Linked DNA regions of Sus scrofa: region 1 is linked to region 2. Evidence: chromatin contacts called from public Hi-C data. All regions are on one chromosome and are shown on one strand. Each heading gives the region's core, a stretch centred on a gene start, on an enhancer-like site or on the middle of the called end of the contact. The rest is flanking DNA. Distances are from core to core; before and after follow the strand shown.

Region 1 (4,261 bases), core at 1,652-4,151, 320 kb after region 2:
AATGGTTTTTGAAAAAGACCAGTTCTGGCTCTACTGGTATGGGACCTGTTGGGCGAGGAGAGATGCATACAAGCTCCTGAATGCCAGCTGAAGCCATTCAGACTTCCCACCATTACACAGGGAGTCCTTCCTCCTGTTCCCCTGCTTGCCCTGTGGGCACCTTACTCAAGAGCAGAGCCAGCTGAAGAAAGAGAGAAAATACCATATGAAGAAATTCAGTAAAAAGGAAAATGAACATATTCACTTAGAGACTAGTATCCAGAACATATAAACAACACTGACAACTCAATAATGAAAAGACAAATAACAATTAAAATAGGGGCAATTCAGGGAGTTCCCGTTGTGGCACAGTGGAAACGAATCTGACTAATATCCAATGAAGATGTGGGTTTGATCCCTGGTCTCTCTCAGTGGGTCAAGGATCCAGCGTTGCCACAAGCTGTGGCTTAGGTCACAGATGTGGCTCGGTTCTGGGTGTTGCTATGGCTGTGGCATAGGCCGGCAGCTGCAGCTCCAACATGACCCCTAGCCTGGGAACTTCTATATATAGCAAGAGGGGCTCTAAAAAGCAAAAAAATGGGGAGGGGGGATTCACATTTTTCCAGGAAAGATATACAAATGACCAATAAGCACATGAAAAGGCAATGAACATTATTAGTCTTTAGGGAAATGCAAATCTAAACCATAATTAGATATCACATTCCACCTACAAGGATGGTTAGAATCAAAAAATTGGATAACAACAAATGTTGGAGGAGATGTGGAGGAATTGGAACCCTCATGCACTGACGGTGAGACTATAACATGGTGTTGTAGAAAACAATCTGGCAGTTCCCTTAAAATTTAAACATAGAGTTACCATATAACCCTGCAATTTCACTCCCAGGTATCTACCCCAAAGAAAAAGACATACAATCACACAAAAACATGTACACGAATTTTATAGCAACATTATTCCTAACGGCCAAAAGTGGAAGCAACTCAAATATCCATCACCTGATAAATAAAATGAGGTATATCCATACAATGGAATATTAATCAGTCCAGAAAGGAATAAAGTACTCATACACACTTCAGCATAGATGAGCCTTGAAAATGTGTCACGTGAAGGAGTTGATCACAAAAGGGCATACAGTGTATTATTTCATTCATGTAAAATGTTCAGAATGGGAACATCTACAGAGACAAACCAGAGAGTAGATTAGTGGTTTCTCAGGACTGAGTGAGGGTAGATGGAGGGAAAGGAGGGCTGGGGGTGATGAAAGATAAAACCTATGGAATTTCTTTTTGAGGTGATGAAAATGCTCTAAAAGTGTGCTAATGGTTACACATACTTGTGGACATGTGGAAAACCCACAGAATCCTTTACTTCAAATAGAGTGAACTGTATGATATATGAACTCTATCTCAACAAAGCTGTTTTTTAAAGGAAATACAAAAGAAGCTGTGAGTGTGATAAGAAACACTGACTGGCTGCCACAGGTAGAAGTGAATGGCAGGAGGACGCAGAAAGAATAAGAAGGGCTGTGCCGAACCCATGGTCCCACCCACTGGCAAGTTAGCAAAGCAAATGAGCAGCCTAAGATCCACGCAGCTGGCAAGACAGCATCAGAGCCCCTTCACTCGCTTAGTCATTCAACAAATGTTTAGAGAACACTTTCCATGTGCCAAGTTACGTTCTGAGAAAATGGAATAGAGCTGTGAACAATTATTCTTTTAAAAAGAGAGATGGTGAAGGATGATTACTGAAGCCTTGTGCTCCCCAAAACTGGAAACAATCTGACTGTCCCTAAGGAAATGGTTAAATAACCATGATAGAATTTTGTGCATCTGTGCATTTATTTTAAATTATTTTGAGGGAGTTCCCATTGTGGTTCAGTGGAAACAAACCCAACTAGTATCCATGAGGATGTGGGTTCAACTCTTGGTCCCACTCAGTGGGTTAAGGAACCAACATTACTGAAAGCTGCAGCATAGGTCACAGAGGCGGCTCAGATCTGGTGTTGCTGTGGCTGTGGTATAGGCTGGCAGCTGCAGCTCCAGTTCTACCCCTAGCCTGGGAATTTCCATATGCCACAGGTGCAGCCTTAAAAAGAAAAAAAAAATACACACACACACCCCTATATTTTGAAATCTCTATCAATGGACCTGCTATTATTTTGAACTGTGTGAAATTACCAATCTTACGGATCAAAATAGTCAAATATTGGGAACATCATATATTGTTACATTAAAAAAAAATGCATTGCATGTAGCCTGCGATGTAGCCATCGATTGTAACGATTGTAACCATGGTACCACTCTGTGTAGGGAATCTATGCTGTGCAGAGGCAGGGGATTTATGGCAACGCTATGCACCTGCCAATCAATTTTGTTGTGAACCTAAAACTGCATTTTAGAAATGAAGTCTGTTAATTTTTTTAAAATGCACACTACTGTGTTTAACAATATATGTATCTACGTTTGTATATGTTTTCACTAAGATAGGGAAAATGTGAAAGATAAATATAAAAATAAATATTTGGCTGTTACTATTGTGTGTGTGTATAGGTGTGTGTGCGTGTGCATGCGTGTGCATGTGTGTTGAGGAAGTACTGTTTTTTACATATCTTCACATTAGTTCAGTTGTGACAACAGTTATGTATTACTTTCATAATTAATGAACACAATTGAAAATTACAAAGAAGAAAGAACACTACGGGGGTGCTTTGGGAACCAAATCCATGATCCAGGTTCACAGTCCTTTATCTTCCAGTTTAGTTTTATGGTCAGACTGTCTAGACGTGAACACCCACCATAGGCTAAGGAAGCGTCATAGAAATGGGAATTAGCTGTGGCTCTGGAACTGTCTCGATAGCTACTCAAAACACAGGAAAAATAGTTTTGTAACACTTGTGATAAGACTACCGTACAAAGATTGATCACTTGACGTCATTAAAACATGGGCCCTTTGTGTGGACTTTTGAGGGCAAAGAACTCCAGAGGTATTTTACATGCAACATGAACTATGAGATAGGAAATCAGCAGAGAAAAGACTCCAGTACACTCGTATGTACCTTGATGGATCCCACTTACTAACTCTTACACCAAATGTCAAACATTCACTTGAGCCTGGAACAGACTTGGAACAAAGAGGCTATCTTTTTTTTTTTTTTAATGAAATGCACTTTATATCATGTTCCTCCCGGGGACCTAAGAACTTTGGCAGCATCACAACTTGAGAGGCAAGGCAGGATCATGGTGACAGGCACAATCTCTGACCACAGGATGCCTGGGTTCAAACCTTAGCTCTGCCGTTCACTGACATGGACAATTCCCTCCACCTTCACGTGCATCCAGTTCGTTCATGGACAATGAAAAGCTCCTCTAGGGACTATTATGAGGATTAAACGTGCCAATAAGGTAAAGCATTTAAAATTGTGCCTGGCATTAAGCCTTGGGATTAATGTTTTGGGGCATTAAAAACTTCTCACAAAAGGGAACCCTCCCTCCTATACTGTTGGCAGGAATGTAAATTAGTGCAGCCGCAATGGAGAGCAGTATGGAGGTTCCTTAAAAAACTAAAAATAGAGTGGTCATCTGATTTAGCAATCCCACTCCTGGGCATAGAGCTAGACAAAATTCTAATTCAAAAAGATGCACCCTGGTGTTCACAGCAGCACTGTTTACGATAACCAGGACATGAAAGCAACCTAAATGTCCATTGACAGATGAATGGATAAAGAAGATGTGAGATATACATGAATATTACTCAGCCATAAAAAAGAATGAACTAATGCCATTTGCAGCAACATGGATGTACGTACTTAATACTTATCATATTACGTGAAGTCAGAGAAAGATGAATATCATATAATATCACATTAATATATGTAATCAAATGCTGGAAATGAACTTATTTACAAAACTGAAACAGACTCACAGACATAGAAAATAAGCTTATGGTTATCAAAAAGGAAGGGGGGAGGCATAAACTAGGAGTTTGGGATTAGCAGATACAAACTATTACATATAAAACAGATGAAAAACAAGGACCCACTGTAATAACACAGGGAACAACATTCAATAACTTGTAATAAACTATAATGTAAATGAATCTGAAAAAGAATATATATATTAAACTGACTCACTTTGCTATACACCAGAAACTAACACAACTGTAAAATCAGCTATGCTTCAACAAAACAAAATAAAACAACTTCACACACCTTTGGCACATTTTTCAAAAAGGATATTATGTATTATTTTCTCTCAGTCACTC
Region 2 (3,651 bases), core at 1,126-3,625:
ACAGTAGGTCCAATTTACCTATAAAATCTCTGTTCTAAAATTCTGTAAGGCACTTCAGTTGCTAAGCTCATCAATTTGCTATGAGATTAGCTCATTCAGCTAAGAATACAGGTGAGTTTTAACTTCATCTGTAAGGCCCTTGATGGTAATAAGCTCTACATTGTGCTCACAGGCATGCTAATTCTGGACAATTTTAATAGACCAGTTCTTAAAACCTACATGCTAATTTCCTTTCATATTATGCACATGGAAAATAAACACCTATCTAGAGTATTAATCAAGATACTGTGATTTAGAATTTGGGAGGAAAGTTTGATCTATAAACCTTGAAATGAAGACCTTATAATAATCCTGTTCTAAAGAATTTATTCATGAAGAAATATTTTTGGGTATGTGTGTTGGTGGAGTTTCAGTGTCCTCTCCATCACTAAGCTGCATGAGGGCAAGGATCTTGTGTTGGTTTCTCCCCGCCCCCCAACCCCAACCCCCACCACTGCTCTTTTTGCAGAACCTAGATCAGTGCCTGAGATGTAAAAGGCATTCAACAAATACTGGGGGAATGAATGAATGCATGCATGCATGCATTGAAGACTCAAGCATGGGGTTTCTACTCTGTGTGGTTGACAGGGGGATTCCATGCTCATTATTGGAACATGCTGCTGGGGAATTCAGCCAGACTGGAAGATTTTCATCTTGAAATCTTGGTGGGCAGAGTACAATGGAAGATGTGCGTTCTTTTGACTGCTGTTTTTATTTCTGAGATGTGTTCCTAGAAGCTTTGCTAGGTGTCTCCTTTCCCTCTTCATAAATAGAGGGAGTGGACTTATGGTGTTTGTTTTCAAGGAAAGGGAGAATGTGTCCTTGGCTTTTCCAGGGCCACCTACATTTTACAGAGTAGCCAGGCAACCAGTACATCTTGGTTATTTGATTTAGAAAAATATTCACAGCCAATATTCTCTGAGGCTTAGAAAGTCCACGGATGTAAACAAATTTTTTTTTTTTTCTCAGCTCAGTCTCCGAATGGAAAGAAGCAAGGGTAAAATGCCATGTAATTGGTTTTTCTGGATCTGACATGATGGGGCCAAGGTGGATGGACTCTTGCGTTTTCCACCTCTAGGCTCCAGGAGGGGCACCTCTTGAATGGGCTTGCCTGGCCAATGCTGGCCACTCAGTGCCAGGAGAGGAGGAAAACAGGAGGCCCCCGGCAAATGGCCACTCCAGCCCAACCAAGATGGCAACCTGGGGCAGAAAGGGGTCCTGCCATGCCCTCGTGCCTTGGCTCACAACACCCCGGAAAGGAAGGCACGCCTTTTATCACCTCTTATTATAGATATGCACATACTCAGGTAGACAGCCAAAATTTATTCACTACATTTTTTCACTAAATAACCGGGGGAGATGGGAACAGAGTGAGGACTATTTGACTCTGGATCCCATTCCCTTAGTACAGAGTCTGGCATACTAACAGATGTTGCCCAATGTTTTTGAAGGTGGGAGTGACCAACCAGTCCTGGTCTGCCAAGATGTTATTGATTTTAACAGTGAACTCCAGATGTCCATGACAACTGGATGGTGGGGTCACTCTGTTCATAATGCCACAGAGTTGCTCACCAACTGGCAGAATTCTGAATTACGTTCGGTTTCCCTCTTGCAAATCTGGGTATCGTCCGTCTCATCAACCTGGGGGCATAAGATTTGCCAGAAGCAGACAAAGAAGTTTCTATTGTAAAAAAATCAATGTCTTTCTCGGACTGTTGGAAAATTCTTTGTTTTGTTTTTCGAATACCTGTCCGAATGATCAGTCAGCATGAAAAACTGAAAGCTTGTGAGTAGAAAAGAACAAACCCCAATAAGAAGCATGACAAATGATTTCAGTTACAGGGCTCATAGATTGCTTTCCTTCTCCAAAGTTATTTGCCAGGTGACTTATTGCAAACATACTGGCCAGTATGAAGGGATCCGAGGTTGTAGGTTGAATACTTTGATGTGAGAAGATAATTTTACAAGAAATAAATGACAGGGGAAAAAAAGATCATCAGAAATGTTCTCCTGCTCCCTTTCAGAAACAAGAATAAAATAGAGATTTGACCAAAGAAATATCCTGCCACTTAGCAATTCTGTTTTAAAATCCATTGTGCATTTGCAGAATTTCCTCAAATGAAATGCCACAATAAAGAATGCCCATTTTACAGTCCTAAACATATTTAATATACTGTTTTTACAACAGCTGTTGCTTTCACAGAACTTTAACCCTGTTGTGTAAATGCATCACCAGGAAAACACTCAGGTTGTCATGGAGACAACCTTAGCCAAGGCCCTTTGCTTGGTTGAACTGGTGTCAGCTTTCAGCCTCCCTGCATTCCAGTCTGGCATCAACCCCAGGCTACAGCTCAGACTTCATTAGAGGCCCTGATGAAGGACAGCACCGGAATCCGAAGCAATGACTAGAACTGTCTGACCGCTTTCTATCAACACACCTGATAGGAGAACTGAAAATTAATTCCAGAGGGAACGATGGTATTAATCAAGATTTTCTGGCATCTTCCTTGAAGAACGCCTGATCGATCCAGCTGTCGTTTTCTAGCTCATTTTAGGCCCACCTTTGTCTCAGCAGGGAGAGATAGCATTACAGCTGACATTTGGAAGATTATTTAAAGTATTGGGTGACAGAGGCCCCAAGTGTAAAGCCAAATTTTCAGTGTTCCTCAAAGAACTGGTGAAATTTCTATCACCCCATGAAGAAAATATAGAACCACAGCGGCATTAACTTCTGCCTGCTAACAACCCATGATAGCATCTTCTAGAAAATGTTGAATACTTTGACTTTAGCCGAAACAGAGCTTGAAGGGAAAGTGCAAAATCCATTGAATAAAAAGCAAAATTGATGGTAAGTGGTCCTTCTTGCAAAGCCTTGCAAAAGAGAGGGAAATGAAGTCCTATCTTGGCTAACCACTTCAGAGAGAAAATAAAAACAAAATACTTCTAAAATGGTTAGGTTTGGAGTTCCCGTCGTGGCTCGGTGATTAACGAATCTGACTAAACCATGAGGTTTTGGGTTCGACCCCTGGCCTTGCTCAGTGGGTTGAGGATCCAGCATTGCTGTGAGCTGTGGTATAGGTTGCAGAAGTAGCTCAGATCTGGCGTTGCTGTGGCTGTGGTGTAGGCTGGCGGCTACAGCTCTGATTAGACCCCTAGCCTGGGAACCTCCATATGCCATGAGTGCGGCCCTAGAAAAGACAAAAAAAAAAAAAAAAAAAAAAAAAAGAGCCTTGGCTCAGTAACAGGTGTGTCACAGTTGAGGTTACTTTACTTAATGGGCCGTAGCTGATATTCCAAACAAGATGTTTCAGAAATCTGTGGCATCATAAGAATTGTGAAATAGTAAGCAATGGCTTATTTGTCCTCTGTTCAAAGAGCTTAGTTAAGGCTCTGTTCTCATTGCCTCTAGGGCTTGATGTGACAGGGCTGAAGCTGAGAAAAAAAAATAAATGTTGATTTCCTGGCTTTAGCTTCCCAAATCCTGATCCCTGAGGCAAATACAAAGGGCTCCAATGGAGAGTAAATGCTTGGTCAAAACAAGACTATGAGCAGAGCTTCCTGCCGAACCCAGAACTTCTTTTTTTTTTTTTTTTTGTCTTTTTGCTATTTCTT

Evidence for each region. A called contact is a pair of places that touch in the nucleus more often than the background predicts.
Region 1: a contact with region 2 is called in a Hi-C map of liver, with 8 times the contacts expected there. The contact joins two enhancer-like sites. A contact is called at or near these places in 5 of 47 Hi-C or Micro-C datasets (embryonic fibroblasts, liver and skeletal muscle) and 1 of 2 datasets of contacts at active chromatin or transcription factors (skeletal muscle).

The regions. Positions count from the first base shown.
Region 1 is chr10:28,898,685-28,902,945 of Sscrofa11.1, forward strand. No RefSeq gene overlaps it. Among named protein-coding and RNA genes, the nearest start is that of ZCCHC6, 95 kb to the right of the region's middle. Within about 2 kb of position 2,902, at least 1 of the 83 cell types and tissues checked has an H3K27ac peak or open chromatin away from gene starts, as enhancers often do. A contact at or near this core is called in liver, where this site is marked.
Region 2 is chr10:28,581,231-28,584,881 of Sscrofa11.1, forward strand. All of the region lies in intron 1 of LOC110255610 (a long non-coding RNA gene), which reads left to right. Among named protein-coding and RNA genes, the nearest start is that of GAS1, 74 kb to the left of the region's middle. Within about 2 kb of position 2,376, at least 25 of the 83 cell types and tissues checked have an H3K27ac peak or open chromatin away from gene starts, as enhancers often do. A contact at or near this core is called in liver, where this site is marked.